Regions from separate parts of the Hordeum vulgare genome. Here region 2 is linked to region 1. Evidence: chromatin contacts called from public Hi-C data. All regions are on one chromosome and are shown on one strand. Each heading gives the region's core, a stretch centred on a gene start, on an enhancer-like site or on the middle of the called end of the contact. The rest is flanking DNA. Distances are from core to core; before and after follow the strand shown. Region 1 holds the start of LOC123396900 (serine carboxypeptidase 1-like). Region 2 has its middle 46 kb from the start of LOC123397581.

Region 1 (2,841 bases), core at 202-2,701:
GAGAGCACTATGCATGGCCTACAGATTTCAAGAGGATATGAAAATAACCTTCGATATTGGTGCTGAAGATGATTCTGATGATAATATCGACATTTGGGTGGAAGTGGACATGATTCCAATTCAACCTTTATGTGAGTTTGTCAAACAAATTTGTTAAGTACTTTGTATTGTTCATTTAAAAATAGTTGGCATTCATCCGTACTAAAGTTGTTTATTTATAATTAAAAACTTATTGCCTTTCTCCAAAAAATACAAGGAATGCAGTAGACAAGACCTACTACAGTTATTGCCAATACTTATCATTTGATACTTGTGTGCCGTCCCAACATTCTATTGTTTTATTAATCCAACTTGGTTAATTGGATCCACTTATTTTTAATATAACCTATGTTTCTTTCACAACCTCTTCATTGCTAATGTATAAAAATTTATATAACGGTGTAAAAATATAATATAAATATAAATATAAAGAAATAAATACGCACAAATAGTAGTGTCGCGGGACAGCAACCGGTTTGGTGTTACTTAGTAGCAGCGCGTGTCCAAAGCCACACTACACCTAACAGAAGTACTAGTAGCGTGGGTCTAGGCCGCGCTACTCCTAAAAGTTAGTTGTAGTAAGCTAGCAGTAGCACGACTCCCTGTAGTACTGCTAGGCCTTTACCCCATGTACTGTTCGTAGGATTTTTCATAGTAGTGGATACATATATGACGGCCTTGCACTTTCACTGTCCTAAGTTGATTCTAAAAAAACTGAACCATTAGGTCTGATCCAGGATTCAAAATAGAAAAAATACCATCTTTCATTTTTATTTATTCCACATTTTAGCTGTGTCTTAAGCAAACTTGTTACTTTTGAGTTAGTATGTAGATAATTTTTTAAATCAATACTATTGGTTTTATCATTGAATAATTTTTCACACCATATATATTGGTTACCGTGAATGTTTATACTCTTTCCTATAAACTTGGTCAAACTTTTAAATTATAACTAGGGACAAAGCTAATTTGAAAGAACAAAAAAAGGAAAAACAAACCGAGTACAAAAGTGAACCATGACCATTAGTTCATAAAGAGTACTGGTACCGGCGGACAGTTTGTCACCTCGGTCCCTACTCTCATTGTTTGGATTGTTTCGTACGTAGAGATGTCACCTCGGCATCGACGGCGTCGACAGGAAATGATTTCGATGTCAATTTCATTGCTGTATTCCAACAATGTCCCGCACTATGCAACCAAGATATCTGGAATATCACATTGTCGAGCTCAGTCAAACATCGACGATGCCACGCATGTATCTCGTAGCTATTAGCTAGCTACTATAGCTGTATATAGCAAGCTGATTTCGGAGAATCCTAACCGCGAAGTTGCTGCTTGGATTGTCCTCAGCTGGTTACGACGTGTCAGTATAAAAGCATCAAAACGATCTACATATCCTCAGCATGTTACGATGAGGAACCATGCCATGTACTGCGCGGCAGTACTCGTACTGGCGATCCTACTGGGAGGAGGATCGGTCGCGAATGCTGTCACCGAGAAGGATGTGCTGAGGGCCTTCCTCAAATCGAGGGCCCAGACGCGCGTGAATGGGCCTTCGGAGCCGGACACCTGGGCCGACCCGATCAGCAGCTTCCGCCACCTGCCCACCAAGTGTGATACCCCGCCGGCGGGCACCAGGGAGGCCGACAGGATCGCGGCGCTGCCTGGCCAGCCCCCGCGCGTCAACTTCGACCAGTACTCCGGGTATGTCACGGTCAGCGAGGAGTACGGCCGCGCGCTCTTCTACTACTTCGTCGAGGCGCCCTACGAGGCCTCCTCCAAGCCGCTCGTGCTCTGGCTCAACGGCGGGCCCGGGTGCTCTTCCCTCGGCCTCGGCGCCATGGCGGAGCTCGGACCGTTCCGTGTGAACCCCGACGGGAAGACGCTGAGCAGAAACAGGCATGCCTGGAACAATGGTAGGTGGCTGACAGATCCTGTTACAAGTTAGTACTCGTACAAGTTTGTGTACGCATTTGGGTCGTGTAATCTCACACTCACTGACGGTTTGTGTTGTGGTGTTATGCAGTGGCAAATGTGATCTTCCTAGAGTCGCCGGCGGGCGTTGGGTTCTCGTACTCGAACACGACGGTGACGAGCGGCGACACGAGGACCGCAGTGGACGCCTACATGTTCCTGCTCAACTGGCTGGAGAGGTTCCCCGAGTACAAGGGCCGCGACTTCTACATCGCCGGCGAGAGCTACAGCGGGCACTACGTCCCCCAGCTCGCCACCGTCATCGTCGCCCTAAGCGAACTCGGTCTCACAGACATGAACCTCAAGGGCATCTTCGTAAGTTGGCTGATCACGGCCGCCGGCGTTGCGAGCTTTGATCTGTATTGGTGGTATCCCTAACTAACAGAAACCGGGGTTCATTTCCGCAGGTCGGCAATCCGCTCCTCGATTGGTCCAACAACAGACAGGGATCGTTAGAGTTCCTGTGGAACCACGGGGTGATCTCCGACGAGGTGTGGGGCAACATCAGCCAGCACTGCAGCTTCGGACGGTTTGGGGATAAAGGGTGCGTTGAAGCGCAACACTCGTTCAATGAGGGCGCCATCGATTCGTACAACATTTACGCCCCGGTCTGCATCCAGTCGCCAGACGGGAGTCTCCACTCGAGTGGCTACGTACGTACTCCTGCACGGATCATACATGCGCTCTTTCTCTTTTGTAGAAAAGAAAATTATTCAGCATTAACAGATCAGAGGTGGTGGTAATGACTCATTAGCTCTTTTAATTGATACAGTTACCAGGCTATGATCCGTGCATCGGGTCCTATATCGACGCCTACCTGAACAATCC
Region 2 (2,761 bases), core at 259-2,758, 230 kb before region 1:
TCTCTCGTTTCCGACCGATTCTGCGGCAGGGAATCGAGGCATCGTACATGGAGATTGAGTGATCTTTCTAACTGGCCGGCCTCTTCATGTGAAACATCTACATGCATTTTTCCTGGTTTTGGGAACCTTTTTCTAAAGGTTCCAGCCGGGTTTTTCTAGTTTTAGGAAACTTCTAGAAGGTTTTCTGAAACGGTTTTCACTTTTTACTTTTTTCTTTCTTTATTTTCTTTTTTATTTCAGAAAATATTCTGGATTTTAAAAAATGTTGTGGATTTTTTAAAATTGTTCTTCAAGCTAAAAATGCTTTTTAAAAAAGTTCTAAACTTCGAATGGTTGCAATTTTTCAGAAACATTCATAAGTTCGAAATATGTATATGATTTGTAAAAAATGTTTGATTTTTCATAAATTGTTCGGTATTTTGAGGAAAATGTTACAAAATTGGAAAAATGTCGTTTATCAAACATTGTTCATGAATTTACAAACTATTCTGGATTTTCCAAAAAATCATAACTTTATAAAGTGTTTGGGATTTTGAAAAATGTTTGATATTTTGAAAAACGTTTGATATTTTTTACAAATGTCCTTTTTCCATAAAAAATTTATTGATTCCATTCTCATTTTTTTTCATTTTGTGTTTATTACTTTTCCTATTTTTTGTTTGACATTTTCTAAAATTCTTTTTGAATTTCCAAAAATGTTCCCGTGTTTAAATTTTTGTTCTCTATTTGTATTTAAATGTTCCTGCTTCAAAAAATAATAAGGAATCACGAACTGATGAACAAATTGTCTTGTAAATTTATGAAAAAATGTTCCTGTTTTACAAAAATTGGTTCTTTTTTAAAACAAAACTTGTTCACATATTCAAAACTATTTTAATTTTTTTTCATGATTTGAAAATTTTCTGGAATTTTGGAAAACGTTCTTCATTTTCTAAAAAATGTTTTCCTTTTCCAAAAATGTACGTAAGTTCAAAAACAATCCTGTTTCAAAATGTATACATAAGTTCAAAAAATGTTCCTGCTTCAAAAATTGTTCAAAAATATTCACAAGTGTTCGTGTTTAAAAACATTTTTAGTAGTAAAAAAACTGCACAATTCTTCAAACTTATTCCCGTTTGAAAAAAGTTTTTTTTTAAAAAAAGAGGAACATTTTCCAAAAGAATGCTAGAATCTTTTTTAAAAAATAGTCTCATTCTAAAAAAATAGATTTTTTTAAAAAACTGCACATTTTTTAGATTCAAAAAAATATTTGAAGTTCTGATTTTTAAAAATACGAAAAACAACAATAAATAAAATTATATAGAAAATAAAATAACTAAAAGAAAAAGTGTAAAAAAACAAAAAGGACAAAGAGAATCATAAAAACTAGAAAGAAGTTCATTGAAAAAATAGAAAAATGTAAAAGCAGAAAATCCCTGTAAATACTAGTTTAATATACTTCTAGAAGGTACGAGCGCCAGGTAGGAGACCACTCCGGGTATGACTATATATTGCTTCTTGCGAGACTTGACCGGGCTCCCCTATGTCTCACTTTACGCGAGACAAAAGGCAGCATCTCCTCAGGAGAAACATATATAGCCGAGCAGCTCTCCATCATACTAATTACTCCTTCTTTATCTTTTTTTTAAATTACATTTTGAAACTTCACTTTTTGTATAAAATACTGAATTTGAAAAAAAATAGCACATTACGAAAAAGGTTAGCAGAATTAAAACAAATGTTGATACCTTTCAAAAATAATGTTTCTGACATGGAAAAGTGTCCCTTCATTTCAAACAAATGTATGTGAAGTTTATGAAAAATACATATACAACGTAAACAAAGGACTATTAAAAAGCGTGAATATTTAAGGATATATTCTCATATTTGAAATCAATTGTCATATTTCATAAAAATGTTTATATGGCATAAAATAAATCTGTATGCAATTATTAAAACACTATTAGCATTAAAATATTTAACATGTACTTGTGGAAAGGTTGACCATGTATTAAAAAATATGTTCAAAACAAGTATTATAACAAAAATGTACATCATGTATTGAAAAATGTTCAATGTGCATAAAAAATGGTTCACGCGTACACTAAAAAATATATTGTGTACTGACGAAATGTTACATGTGCTAAAAAACGAAAATGAAATCTGACAAAATAAACAAAGAAGAAAGCAAAAGAACCCAAAGAAAAACATAGAAAAGGCCAGAGAAAAAGCACACTGAAAATAGCAAAGAAACAAAGAAAGCCGGTAAAAACAAAGAAAAAAAAGATAATCAGTGAAGACTGAAGAAAGAAATTAAGAAAAGCGCACAAAGACAAATATAAACAGAAAAATAAAAGCAATTATTGCGGAATCAAATAAAAACGGAAAAGGGAAAGAAAAATGAAAACAAAAATAGTAACGAAACCAGCGAAGGAAGTATAGCGAGCGAACTCGATAAAAAACCAATCAAACAAAATATAAAAGCGAATGGACCGGCGGAATAGCTATATCAGAGGGTGAAAGCGAATGTGCCGGCCCAATAGCTATAGCGCACAGGGAAAAAGCTTCAGCGGGATCACTAGTTGCTTGCCGGGAGCTCCTATTGATGGCTCTTTGCGTCAAACTATCAAGCTTTCGCACAAGCGTGATCGAGAGCTGAAACTGGGCAAGCCCGTTAGCGTGTAACAGCCCTTCCGGCTTTACGAACCTTTTAAAGATTCACATCCGGTATTTATTGGTTTTCGGAACCTCCAATAAGGTTCCTGAAACTTCTTTTTACTTT

The links. A called contact is a pair of places that touch in the nucleus more often than the background predicts.
Region 2: a contact with region 1 is called in a Hi-C map of seedling, with 2.3 times the contacts expected there. The contact joins the enhancer-like site here to the promoter of LOC123396900 in region 1. A contact is called at or near these places in 2 of 6 Hi-C or Micro-C datasets (leaf and seedling).

Annotation. Positions count from the first base shown.
Region 1 is chr5H:464,334,770-464,337,610 of MorexV3_pseudomolecules_assembly, reverse strand. LOC123396900 (serine carboxypeptidase 1-like) reads left to right here and starts at 1,451. Exons shown (of 6, transcript XM_045091674.1): 1 at 1,451-1,955; 2 at 2,066-2,328; 3 at 2,421-2,666; 4 at 2,786-2,841. The coding sequence starts at 1,451.
Region 2 is chr5H:464,562,643-464,565,403 of MorexV3_pseudomolecules_assembly, reverse strand. No RefSeq gene overlaps it. Among protein-coding and RNA genes, the nearest start is that of LOC123397581, 46 kb to the left of the region's middle. Within about 2 kb of position 1,508, at least 3 of the 3 cell types and tissues checked have open chromatin away from gene starts, as enhancers often do. A contact at or near this core is called in leaf and seedling, where this site is marked.